Regions from separate parts of the Sus scrofa genome. Here regions 2 and 3 are each linked to region 1. Evidence: chromatin contacts called from public Hi-C and promoter capture Hi-C data. All regions are on one chromosome and are shown on one strand. The core of a region is the stretch at or near the end of the contact, and the rest is flanking DNA. Distances in the headings are between cores, read along the strand shown. Region 1 holds the start of COPS7A (COP9 signalosome complex subunit 7a). Region 2 holds the start of EMG1 (EMG1, N1-specific pseudouridine methyltransferase). Region 3 holds the start of NOP2 (NOP2 nucleolar protein).

What was found. Promoter capture Hi-C pulls out the DNA fragments that hold promoters and counts their contacts. Hi-C and Micro-C count contacts between places; a contact is called where the count stands out from the background.
Region 2: a promoter capture Hi-C map of liver shows a contact between it and region 1, with 2.8 times the contacts expected there. The contact joins the promoter of EMG1 here to the promoter of COPS7A in region 1. A contact is called at or near these places in 1 of 5 promoter capture datasets (liver) and 1 of 47 Hi-C or Micro-C datasets (liver).
Region 3: a Hi-C map of liver shows a contact between it and region 1, with 7 times the contacts expected there. The contact joins the promoter of NOP2 here to the promoter of COPS7A in region 1. A contact is called at or near these places in 1 of 5 promoter capture datasets (fetal liver), 1 of 47 Hi-C or Micro-C datasets (liver) and 2 of 2 datasets of contacts at active chromatin or transcription factors (alveolar macrophages and skeletal muscle).

What each region holds. Positions count from the first base shown.
Region 1 is chr5:63,975,069-63,979,409 of Sscrofa11.1, forward strand. It overlaps COPS7A (COP9 signalosome complex subunit 7a), which reads right to left and starts at 2,402. Exons shown (of 8, transcript XM_003126528.5): 1 at 2,257-2,402; 2 at 1,559-1,763. The coding sequence starts at 1,720.
Region 2 is chr5:63,749,249-63,753,589 of Sscrofa11.1, forward strand. It overlaps EMG1 (EMG1, N1-specific pseudouridine methyltransferase), which reads right to left and starts at 2,221. Exons shown (of 6, transcript NM_001243478.1): 1 at 1,959-2,221. The coding sequence starts at 2,126. PHB2 (prohibitin 2) reads left to right here and starts at 2,318. Exons shown (of 10, transcript NM_001243556.1): 1 at 2,318-2,647; 2 at 2,814-2,898; 3 at 3,208-3,287. The coding sequence starts at 2,521.
Region 3 is chr5:64,103,905-64,108,245 of Sscrofa11.1, forward strand. NOP2 (NOP2 nucleolar protein) reads left to right here and starts at 2,205. Exons shown (of 16, transcript NM_001244246.1): 1 at 2,205-2,304; 2 at 2,594-2,700; 3 at 4,198-4,243. The coding sequence starts at 2,598. CHD4 (chromodomain-helicase-DNA-binding protein 4) reads left to right here. Exons shown (of 40, transcript XM_021092425.1): 39 at 396-559; 40 at 743-1,308. The coding sequence ends at 760. LOC102162288 (a long non-coding RNA gene) reads right to left here and starts at 1,992. Exons shown (of 2, transcript XR_297162.3): 1 at 1,819-1,992; 2 at 1,097-1,611.

The sequences.
Region 1 (4,341 bases), core at 1,152-3,651:
GTTGCAAACTATGTTGTTTGGTCCTTAAAGAGTATTTAACATTTCCAATTTTGAAAATCTTTAGGGAATCTGCTGTATTACCTAAGTCACCAACAACTTCTGCCTCAGCCTCACTCCCCCGACAGCTGTACGGTCTGGGCAGGCCCTGGGATCTGTGGTCTCTGCTTCAGCCCAGCCTCACCCAGGAGCTTTCATTACCCACTCAGGCCAGCACAGCCTCCTCTCCTCCCACCGCTGATCATCCACTAAGTCAAAGCCCACCTAAGGTTGTTACCTAAGGGTATTTTTCAACAAGGTCACAGACTCAGCCTCTTATAATCCACTTAGGTCTAGCAGAGATGTGCATGTGATTGGCACTGCCACTAAACACTTGCTAAATAAATGTCTTATTCATGGATATCCATCCATCTTATCTCTGCAACTGGAATGTAAGTCTCAGAAGGGGAGCACTGTATCTTGTACTCTTCTGGTATTCCCAGATGACCAGTAGGGTTTTGGCAGGTTTTTTAGGGAGGTTCCCAGGCTAGGGGTCGAATCAGAGCTGTAGCTACCGGCCTACACCACAGCCACAGCAACGCCAGATCTGAGCCGCGTCTGTGACCTACACCACAGCTCACAGCAACACCAGATCCTTAAGCCACTGAGTGAGGCCAGGGATTGAACCCACATTCTCATGGATACTAATCAGATTCATTTCCACTGAGCCACAATGGGAACTTCAACTAGCAAGGTGTTAAACAGGCACCCAAAACATGGTTCTTTTTTTTCACCTTGATTCTTTTTAGTTCCACTGCAGAGGACATCAGGGAAAGAAGGCAGCCAGCTTTCTTCAGACCAGAAGGTTCCCCAAAGGCTAAATCCACTGAATCACTGACCCTCAAAAGCGTAACTCAGTTTGCCCACCTACCATTGTTATACCATCTTGGGGGTTGGGTTGGTGACATATATCTTGGCAACCCACTCACTGTGGACTTCAAACTCAACTCTGCCACTTCTGTGCGAACAGTTCTGTGTTCCTAGCATGCTGCTATGTGTCTTTGGGAAAAAGACACTTTCTACCTACTCTAACTGAAGTGAATTAGCATATGGTGCAAAGGGGGAGAGAACAGAGCATGCCAATTTCACAGTCAGTTATTCCATTTGTACCAGACTTTACTTTCCCATAATTTCATCTGATTCCTACAAGAGTGAGGGATTGTATCAGGAGCATTTTTTTAAAAGAGAAAATTTAGGGCCTAAAATTAAAGAAACCTGATCAAGATCATATGATTATTAAGAGCTATTACACTGATAGAGACAGGCTGGAATCAGGTCTCCTACTCTGAATCGCAGGCTCTTTGTTCAAAAATGAAAAATACTCAGTTTTACAGATCATTCATCCTCAAAGGGAAACTAAGAGGTTTACTTGCCTACTTATTTCTGCAAGCTGTTGGTTAATTATTACCATATTCTTGTTTAACTGTATGGTCATGGGGTTGCGAAATAAGCCCGGGCCGCCTGTTCTCAAATTCAAACTTTAGTCAAGCTGCCCTGTGGGCTACCCAGGTCAGGAACCCACCTCTCTAACATTAGGCATATCCAGCAGTTCCCCAAACACGTAGACACCAGGGGCCTCCAGCACCTGGTGGATGAGTGTGGCCAGCGCTGCCCCCTTGGCCGACTTCGCCAGGAGCAGGAATTGCTCCTGGTTCTGCCCTGTCACCTTCACCTCCGCACTCATGGCTGCACTGAGCTGGGGGGACCTGGGCTCAGGAAGTCTGGAGCTGCAAGGAAAGAGAATGTGAAGGCGAAGTTCCTTGAACAGGGGAGGATGAAAAGCACAAGAGATAAGGGCTGGACTGGAGACACTGAGCCACTTTCGCAACAATAAAGTTCGCTCTATCTCGCAACCCAGAGATCGAGCAGTCTAACATCGGACCTAGGAACCCTAAAATCGGGCACTTTGAAGGAAGCCTGGCTAAAATCCGGCTGCCACGCCCACCTCCCCCAACCCTGGGCCTAACCTCAAGCCCCACCACGTGCACCCCAATGAACCCCAAGGCACAAGTCGTAGTGGGGGAGGTGATGTCACATAGTATCCACCGGGACGACGCTCCCTCAAATCCACAGTACCCCGCAGGTGCCCCGAACCACGTGACCTCACCCTCGCGATCCTTCCACGTGGCTCCGCCCCCTCCCTTAAAGAGGCCGCCCAGGGACCGTGGGCTCCCGCCGACTGCCTCGTCGTACTCTGGGTCAGACTCCGCGGGCCGCTACCTGGAAGCTTCTTCTTCCAGCGCACTGGGCGGGGCCACCGCTCCGTCACCTCCGGCAGCTGTTCCCAGCCTTTCCTGCCACCTCCCTGCACGGTCGCTCTGGCCCCTAAACTCTATGGCTGGCTTCCGGCCTTACTTTCCGCTCTCACGGGGCGGGTTTCAGGCGGGACATGCTCCGTCCCCGCCTCCGACTGATGAAGATCCCAAGAGCGACGCAGGCGTTCTGCTCTCTGATTGGCTCTTGCGGAAAGAATGACGGGCGCCCTTTCCTCGGCTTTGTTTCAATAAAACTTTATTGGACAAGCGCAAGAGGCTGTTTGCAGAGGGAACTCTTGGCGATAGCCTGCTACCGGCTAGTTCTGCGTCAGCTTCAGGCTGGCTGAGGTCTGAAAATTTGTCAGAGTTCCCGAGGCAAGAGAAAAGCTGTAATCGAAAGAGAGGGGGATTTAAAAAAAAGAGAGGGGAGTTCCCGTCGTGGCGCAGTGGTTAACGAATCCGACTAGGAACCATGAGGTTGCGGGTTCGGTCCCTGCCCTTGCTCATTGGCTTAAAGGATCCGGCGTTGCCGTGAGCTGTGGCGTAGATTGCAGACGCGGCTCGGATCCCGCGTTGCTGTGGCTCAGGCATAGGCCAGTGGCTACAGCTCCGATTTGACCCCTAGCCTGGGAACCTCCATATGCCGCGGGAGCGGCCCAAAGAAATAGCAGACAAAATAATAAAAAATAAAAAATAATTAAAAAAAAAAGAGAGGGACATAAGGAAAAAGGTGGTGTGAAACGAGGAGGAGAGAGGGAGACCATAGAAGTTGAGCTGCAGAGATCGTCTCATTTTTATTGCAACCACTCATTTTTTTGGAGGAGAAAGAGACAAGTGTGGAAACGGTAAATAGTAATAGCTAACACGTATTGAAGGCTTACTGTTGTTCAGGCATCTTTTAAAATTAAAATTTGACCCATTGAATTCTCATAACTGTACAGTGTCTCCATGGTGTTTCCAGGACGCCATCTCTCATGTTTGCAAATGTACTGAATGATGCATTCCTGTACATTAACCCTTTTGATTCCTGGAGAAGGAAAAAAAATCCTAGCTGCAGGGAAGGCATACATTGAAGCTCATAAAAATCCAGAGTTTTGGAGTTCCCGTCGTGTCGCAGTGGTTAACGAATCTGACTAGGAACCACGAGGTTGCGGTCCCTGCCCTTGCTCAGTGGGTTAACGATCTGGCGTTGCCGTGAGCTGTGGTGTAGGTTGCAGACGCGGCTCGGATCCCGCGTTGCTGTGGCTCTGGCATAGGCCGGTGGCTACAGCTCCGATTGGACCCCTAGCCTGGGAACCTCCATATGCCGCGGGAGCGGCCCAAAGAAAGCAAAAAAACGAACAAACAAACAAAAAATCCAGAGTTTTATTTGGAGCCCATGTCTATTCGAGCCTGGAGCCATCTTTCCAATTTACCACAATACTTTAGGGGGCAAAAATAAACAACTAACCTTTTCGTAGTGTTTTGTATCTCCTACCAGGCTTACAGAAGGTTAAATCAGAGCAATGTTAATGATATCTTGGAGGCACTTGTATGAGGCACTGAGCTAACAGCTTTACCTAATTCATTTGATGCGTGTAAAAAGTCCATTATTATTTCCATTTTCCAGATGGGAAAAGTGAGGCTCAGAGAAGTGAAATAATTTATATGTAATGGAAAGAGGAGAAAGGGAAAGACGTCGTTAAATGAAGAGAAAAATCAGAACTGGTAGGCTGCTGGAGCTATTGCTGAAGGGACTTTAAGCTCAAAGTTTATTTGTTGCTTTTTAGGGCTGCACATGCAGCATATGGATGTTCCCAGGCTAGGATCCAATCGGAGCTGCAGCTGCTGGCCTACACCACAGCCACAGCCACGCCAGATCTGTGAACTACACCACAGCCTACAGCAACACCCGACCCTTGACCCCCTGAGCGAGGCCAGGGATTGAACCTGTGCCCTCATGGATGCTAGTTGGGTTCTTAACCCACTGAGCCACAATGGGAACTCCTCCACCATAGTAAGTTCAGTTAATATCTATCATCTCATATATATATATATATATATATATCAA
Region 2 (4,341 bases), core at 971-3,470, 230 kb before region 1:
TGGGGATTTTTTTGTTGTTGTTGTTTTCTAAAGAAGAGTTCCCATTGTGGCTCAGTGGGTTAAGAACCCAACAGTGTCCCTGAGAATGCAGGTTCAATCCCTAGCCCAACTCAGTGGGTTAGAGATCTGGCATTGCCATGAGCTGTGGTATAGGTCGCAGACAGGGCTCAGATCCCACATTGCTGTGGCTGTGGCATGGGCCAGTGGCTACAGCTCCGATTCAGCCCCTAGCTTGGGAACCTCCAGATGCCATAAATAAAGTAAAATTCAAAAAGATTTTCTAGGAGTTCCTACTGTGGCTCAGTGGGTTAAGAAACTGACTAGTGTCCATGGGAATGTCAGTTTGATCCCTGGCCTCGCTCAGTGGGGCTCAGAGCGTTGAGGATCTGAGTTGCAGCAAGCTGTGGCACAGGTCACAGATGGAGCTCAGATCTGGTGTTGTTTGGTGTAGGCCAACAGCTGCAGCTCTGATTTGACTTCTAGCCTGGGAACTTCCATATGCCACAGATGGGACCCTTAAAAGGAAAAATACATTCTAAAAAGGTTTTCTAGGAGGTCTCATTGTGTGCTCAGCAGGTTAAGGACCTGTCTTAGTCTCTATGAGGATGCAGGTTTGATCCCTGGCCTTGCTCAGTGGGTTAAGGATCCAGTGTCGCCCTGGCTGTGGAATAGGCTTCAGATGCAGCTCTGATTCGAGCCCTGCCTAGCCTCAAAACGTCCATACACCACAATTGGTGAAAAAAAAAAAAAATAGGTTTTCTAAACTGCAAGTTTAATAAAGTGCCATAGTGGTTGAGGAAGGAAAGATGGAAAAGAATCAAACCTAGATTACTATGGAAATGTACTACTTAAAAAGCACTTTCACTGGAGTTCCCGTTGTGGCTCAATGGTTAACAAACCCAACTAGGAACCATGAGGTTACAGGTTTGATCCCTGGCCTTGCTCATGGGGTTACAGATCCCATGTTGCAGTGGCTGTGGTGTAGGCTGGTGGCTACAGCTCCAATTGGACCCCTAGCCTGGGAACCTCCATATGCCACAGGAGCGGCCCTATAAAAAGACCAAAAAAAAAAAAAGCATTTTCTCTGCACTCCCGCTCAAAGTATTAATAACCCCTGCTTTAGAAAGTGAAGACATTTTTTTCTCAAGACTACAGCCTTAACATAAGTATAAAAACCAAGGTTAAAATCCAGGTCTAACTTCTAAACTAGTACTATCCATTCTGGCCCTACTCATTGAACAAGCTTAGCTCTAAAACGTAGGAGAAACAATGTCAGAAGGGATGAGAACACTGCACAAAACTTTAAGAAGGGAATTGCAGGATTTATTTGGTAAAAAGCAATCATAATAATTAAAAATAAAGATGTAAAAATATTGGAGTTGCCGCTGTGGCTAAATGGGTTAAGAATCCCACTACCAGTGGCTGCAGCGCTGGTTCAGTCCTGGCCCAGGAAACTTCCATATGCCATGGGTGCAGCCATTAAAAAATTTTTTTAATAAAAAAATAAAAAGATGTAAAAGTATTATGATGATCTGATCCAGGCACTGTTTCGAAATGTACAGTAATACAGAGAAGGGAGAGAGATGAATTAAAACACTAAGTAAAGAAGTGGGCTGAATGATCCACAGTAACTACTTTTCTCCTGTGCCCAATAAACTTGTCATGTGATGAAAAGGGACAACGTGACGGACGAAACGCACCCATCCACCCTAGATGACTTTCTTTCACAGAATCCTGGTTAATCAATTGGAAACAAGGATGTTATGGCTACAAAAGGATTCAAAGACAAAACGACTACTGCCAACTCAGGATATTAAACCGAGAGACAGAAAACTAGACCACTTTCTCCAAAAGTGTTTCACCTCTGCTTTCTACATCCACTTTGAAACCATCACCCTCATCCCACCGGGTCCCAGCCTATCGATCTACTGGCTCTCCACCTCCTTGTCCCAAGTTACCTTGACTGTCTCCAGGCTGGCCCCTTCCAGCACCACAATGAGTCTGCGGCCTCCGGTCTTGCTTCCCGCCCCGAGTCGGGGCCGCTTGGGCGCCACAGCATCCCAGTCTTCTTCCTGCTCCCCGGCGCGCCGCTCACGAGGTTGGAATCCACCACTGGGCGCAGCCATCTTGCAACCAAATCGGAAATTGCGCTGATTTTCTCAAATTAGGACCTCGTGCTCCACCCAATCGCATGCTTCCTTCCGTCGGCCATTTTGAAAGTGGGCGCTGGGAAATGGCGACGGCTCTCTGTCTGGCGCTCCCGAAGCCTCTCTGGGAGGGCAGGGTTCCAGAAAGGGGCAGGAACTTCCGTATGCGTAATTCCTGTGCGCCAAGCTCGGGTCTGCCGTGGGTGGGCGGGGGGGTAGGGTTTAGAAGGGAGCGCACTTCCGGTGCCCTTTCTCCAGCAAGCACCTGGGGCTCGGACCTTCGTGTGAAGGGTGCGATCCGTAAACTGGAGCGCGGTAAAGGCAGGCCGGCACCCGCTTCTGACCTCTGGTGCCGCCGGCCTCAAGATCGGACATGGCCCAGAACTTGAAGGACTTAGCGGGACGGCTGCCCTCCGGGCCCCGGGGCATGGGCACGGCGCTGAAGCTGCTGCTGGGGGCCGGCGCCGTGGCCTACGGCATCCGCGAGTCGGTGTTCACCGGTGAGCAACCTCCGCCCGCTTTCCGGACACCGGCCGACCCTCCCTAGGCCCCTGCCCAGCCCCGCCGGGTCCACGCGCTCACCCAGCCCCTCACCCCGCCCCTGCCAGAAGCTCGCACGTACTCTGAGCCCTGCCTGGTCTGACCCCCCCACCCCTCTCCCCGCAGTGGAAGGCGGGCACAGAGCCATTTTCTTTAATCGGATCGGAGGCGTGCAGCAGGACACCATTCTGGCCGAGGGCCTTCACTTCAGGTAATGGCGGGCAAAGCGGACTGCCCCTGACCCTTCACCCTTGAATCCCGACTCACCAGTAGCTATAGTAAGATTTTCAAAAGCATTCAACAGCCACCCTTTCTCCTCCTCACGCCCATCTCCCGGAACAGTGGGTGCTGCCCAAAACTCCAGCAGCACATACTGTTGTTCTCCAAAGGGAGAAGAGAATGTCTCCGTGACCGTGGTCATTTAAGAGAAGCAGACCAAGAAACAGGTGGTGGTGGAGAACAGAGCAAAACGAGGGAAACTGCTGTCTCCTAATCCCTATCCTTGTTCCCTCTCCTCCAGGATCCCCTGGTTCCAGTACCCTATCATCTATGATATTCGAGCCAGACCCCGAAAAATTTCCTCCCCCACAGGCTCCAAAGGTAGGTCTGGGCACTGGGGCGTTTCGGGCAGTAAACAAAGGAGCCTGGCCAGAGAGTAGGGAAAAGGGTAGTGTCAGATCTCTTAGTTTCCCCTTCTGCAAACAGACTATAATAAAAGCATCTGCTGCTTGGCTTAAAGCAGTACATTCTGGACACACTGTGTGTTTGCACATTTTTAACTGTCCCTCCCCCAATGCAAACTCAGTGAGAGTGTTGTTTGTTCTTGGTCTTATTCACTGCCTAGATGGAGGTCTTGTTTTAAATCCCTTTTTCTTTTAACTGCTTCATTTATTCTCTATATCTGCTGGTACAGCCTGTCCTGACCTTACTCTTCGCTGGTGCACCTGTTTCCCCCAGACCCTTTGTCACACACACTCCCAGAGGCATGTACACAGTGAAGCAAGTAGCTCACCTGTACTGTACTTTTTTTGTACTATTTTTATTTATTTATTTATTTATTTATTTATTGTCTTTTTAGGGCTGCACCGGTGGCATATGGAGGTTCCCAGGCTAGCAGTCCAGTCAGAGCTGTAGGTACCAGCCTACGCCAGAGCCACAGCAATGCAGGATCTGAGCCGCATCTGCAGCCTACACCACAGCTCACGGCAACGCCAGATCCTTAACCCACTGAGCGAGGCCAGGGATCAAACCTGCGTCCTCATGGATGCTAGTTGGGTTTGTTAACCACTGGGCCCTGAGGGGAACTCCACTCCTTTTGTACTATTTTTAGTGCAGGTTGTTTAACATTCCCAAAACTCTAAGCCTTAAGAGTATGATTCAGAGAACACAGGTTTTGTTCTCAAGTCTTGTCCTCAAGTCCTCCCAGCCTCATACAGGAGTCAGGTGATTGGGATGCATAGTAACAGGACCTACAGTAGAGACTGCACAGTAGAAGGCCAAAAGAAAGGTCATTTTTCCTGGTGGAGGGGTTGTGGGTAGAGAAGCCTCGACAGTGGACCAGGCTGCATTTGTCTTTGCTGAGTCACATCCGGTCAACCTGATGACCCTGCCCCCCTCCCCGGGTGGGGGTGGGGGGCAGTTCCAGACCACACGT
Region 3 (4,341 bases), core at 955-3,454, 130 kb after region 1:
GAAAGAAATAGGAATAGCTATTTAAGAAGTGGCGGAGTTCCCTGGTGGCCTAGTGGTTAAAGATTTGGTGTTGTCACTGCTGTGGCATGGTTCTCTCCCTGGCCTGGAAGCTTTTGCATGCTGCAGGCACAGTCAAGAAAAAATAAAAGTGATGGAGATAGAGACAGGGATCAAGAGACAGAGGTAACTTTAAAACATAGAATCATGGACACTTGGAATTGGAATATGAGGAATAGGAATTTGAGCGTGGTGGAGCCAGGTCAGGTGACTGACAAGACAGCACTCCAGCACGTCACTTGATCATTGAGAAGTGATGGGAAAGCCGGTCCACATATTATAAGATGGGCCTAGGTCTTGACCACCACGGCTCACCGCCTTTTTTCCCCCCCATGCAGTTCTGAAACAGCTAGAAGAACTGCTGAGTGACATGAAAGCCGATGTGACTCGACTCCCAGCTACTATTGCCCGAATTCCCCCAGTTGCTGTGAGGCTACAGATGTCCGAGCGTAACATTCTCAGCCGCCTGGCAAACCGGGCACCTGAACCGACTCCACAGCAGGTATAGGACCATTTTCCTCTGGCCATCTGTTCCAGCAGAGCCACTCTGGAACTTGTAACGTTGCTGTCTGTCCCTGGCTTTACACATTGGGCAGGTGGGGCTGGTCCACCAGTGAGTTCCTTTGGGGTCAGGAGGGTTCCTGGGGTCTGACATTCTGACCCTCTTGGCTCTCTCTTTCTCTAGGTAGCCCAGCAGCAGTGAAGATCCAGATGGATGATACCACGTCCACCGCTGAGCAGTGACCTTCCTCACTTTCCCTTGCCCAGCTTCTCCCCTGGGGGCCTGAGAGACCCTCTCCTCCCTTCTGCCCCATCTTCCAAGCTGTAGAGGAACAGCCCCCAGTGCACTGGGGGAGGGGAGGGAGTGAGGGGCAGTGGTGCCCTTCCTGCTGGAGAGACATGCAGCAGTAGCGCCGGCGCCATCTGCAGGGAGCTGGCGGGCTGGCCTTTTGGGCCCTGGCTTCTCCCCACTGTAACGTCTGTTACACACAAACTGTTGTGGGTTCCCGCCAGGCTTGAAGAAAATGATCTGAATTTCTTCCTCCTTTTGGTTTTATTTTGTTGGTTTATTTTGTGTTTTCATTTCTCCTTTTTGGGGGGTATTCACAGTGGGCCGGGCCCCTGGGCGAGACACAGCTACCTCTGTTGGCATCTTTTTAATACCAGGAACCCAGCGGCTCCAGCCCCTGAGCGGCTAGAATGAAATAAAGTTGGAAAAAAAAAAAAAAAAAAAAAGGAAAAGAACCAAAAGCATAAAAAACCACAGCAAATTTCTTGACAAAAATTGAAAATAAAAGTTTCCTTGTATTTTAGTGCTCTGGTTCAGTGTGGGTGTAGGTGCAGGTGGGTGTGTCCGACGGGAGCCTTGGGACAGTGCAGCTGAAGACCAAGGGTTTCCTTGTGTCCTGAGACTCCACGAAATCTGGACTGTGCACCTACCCTCGTGCTCCGGCCGCCACCACCTGCACGCTGCGAGGAGCTCCGGAGCCCCCTGGGTTCACAGCCTAAGCCTGACTCCCAGCTTCGCGGCCGTCTCCAGGCTGTAGATGTCTGCTGTAGAGAATCAAAGGAGAATCTTCCTCGCAACATTGCGAAGACAAACCAGCGAAGTGCCGGAGCAGTTTTGAACAGCTGCTAAGCACCACCTTAGGGTTTATTTCAAGAAAGGCTGCTCTGGGTTTTCTGTTTGTGTGAAGTGAGAACACAAGATGCCGTCCTCCCGACCTCTCGTATGGGAACCAAGGCAGAGAGTTCCCTTACCTGAGGGGCAGCGCGGGGTATGGTGTCAAGGAAGAAGGTTTCAAAGTCACAGGACTTGGGAGTGGGTGCGACCTTGAGACGTGGGGCGAAAGAGGGTCCGGCTCTGACGCCTCCGTCCGAAGGGAGGGGCCGTCTTTTGGGTACCAGTTTTTCGGACGAAATCCGCCATAAGGCGTAAGGCCCACATCTGGAGGGAAGGGCGGGGAAGCTAAAGGCGTCCCCCTACGCGCCGCCTTCTCCACCTGGGAGAGAGCAGAGCGGTCCTCCCCGGCCGCCCTCTGCACCGCCTGCCCCGCGCGGCCGCGCGAATGAAACTTCCGGCTTCCGCGGCGGACGGGAAGCCCGGAAGAGGCGGGGCCTCAGCGGGCGCGCTGTGCGCTTGCGCGAGACGTTCCCGTGGTGTGGCGTCGGAGCGCCAGCCCCGCACCACACGTGGAGTGCTGTCGCTGCTTCCTAGGGCCTTCTCGGGACTGGACCCGCTTCCAGGTGAGCTGCAGCTTCGGGCGGGTCTTCTGCAGGAAGTCGAGGAAGGAAGGGTGAGGCGTCCACTTGGACCGGGGCGTGGGAAGGGGACGTTGTACCAGCGGTGTGGGACCCAGGGCCCGGGGCTCAGCGTGTAGTGGAGGTGTGGCCAGGCCTCGAGGGGCAGTGGGGCTGCTGAGTCGAGGTTCTCGTCAAGGCAGTGCCCTTTTCCACTTCAACTTGCTTCGTCTGCTCTCTGCCTTTCCCGGACAACACGCGCCACTCTACTGTCTCTCGTTTTTGTTTTCCTCAGTACCATGGGGCGCAAATTGGACCCTACGAAGGAGAAACGCGGGCCGGGCCGAAAGGCCCGAAAGCAGAAAGGTGCTGAGACCGAACTCGTCAGATTCTTGCCTGCAGGTAAGGGTCAGGCGTGCCCGTCCCCTTCCGATTCTCTAGCTTTTGCGCCGTTCTTCCATCTGTAGTGTAATCCCTCAGTTTTTTAGATTGTGTGTTCATGAGTTATTAGGAAGTAAATATGAATGGAACAATCTCATAAACGTTTAGAAATTAGGGAAGATGTGACGGGCACAAGTTCCCATGCAAGGAGATGTGTGGTTTAATGTTTAGGGCCTTCAGAGGAAGCAGGATTCCACGGAGTTGCCAAGTTTGAAAAGATTTTGTGACTTTTTTTTTTTTTTTTTGGCCGTCTCGGCAGCATGTGGAAGTTCCCAGGCCAGGGAGCGAATCCAAACTGGAGCTGTGACCTACCATACTGATCGTTAAGCGACTGCACCACAGCAGGAACTTCCAAGAAGTTGGGTTTTGCACTAAGCTCTTCTTAGATGACCTGCTTCTGTGTGGGGGTTTCATAGGTAGCCATGCAGCTCCCTTGGTGTGATCTATTGAAAATCAGCCCTGGACACAAAAGATTGTAAGACAAAAAAAGAAGAGAAGGAGAAAAAAGAAGTTGGGTTTTGAGAAGTGGGTGACATTTTAGCAGGTGGAAGTTGGGAACGGGACAGTCCAGTCACTGTGAACTGCATTGTAGAGGAGATGGGAAGGCACAGAGCTGGCTCCCACTTGGTCAGGAGTCTACTGCAGGTAGTTTGTGTTGAGTATTGTCTAAAAGATGCAGTTTATTGAAGTATAGGTAAGTGGTAAATACAATGCTGAACCCGCTGGACACATTATATCACTTCATTCTCTGTGTCCTGTGAGAGAGGCACTGCCGAGGAAATGGATGCTGAGAGGTTAATTTGTATAGTTATAAAATGATAGTGCTTTATGGAGTTCCAGTCTTGGTGCAGTGGAAATGAATCCGACTGGGAACCATGAGATTGCGGGTTCGATCCCTGGCCTTGCTCAGTGGGTTAAGGATCCGGTGCTGCCCTAAGCTGTGGTGTAGTTTGCAGACATGGCTAGGATCTGGCGTTGCTGTGGCTGTGGTGTAGGCTGGCAGCAACAGCTCTGATTGGACCCCTAGCCTGGGAACCTCCATAAGCCGCCTCCGGTGCAGCCCTAAAAAAAGGACAAAAGGAAAAAAAAAAAAAATAGGAGGGCTTTAAACTTTCTATTTCTTGGAGAATATAGGAAAAGCAGTAGTTTTGAAATCTGTGGTTGGCAACTGATTAGATAAAAGAAAGGGCAGAAGAAAGATTTGAAAGTTTCAGAATGGCGATGATGCTATTTTTTGAAATCAGTCTGGAGGGAGGCCCAGTTTGGATTTGGTTGATGAGCAGCCAGATGGCGATCAGCTCCTTTACATCTCTTTACCCGGCTCCCTGTAGAGCACAGTGGAGTGAGTTACAATCTCTTCCCTTTAACTACTGTCCTAATTCTCTGCCCTTTTATTTTCTCTCCTGCTTTTTATTTTCTCATAACCTCCTCTCTTCCTTTTTTTGATTTTTTAAACAGCTGGTGATGAAAATTCCAAGAGGCTGTCCAGTCGTGCTCGAAAGAGGTGAGTGTAGGAGTCCTGTCGTGGTTCAGTGGAAACGAATCCTACTAGCATCCTTAAGGATGCAGGTTCAATCCTTGGACTCGCTCAGTGGGTTAAGG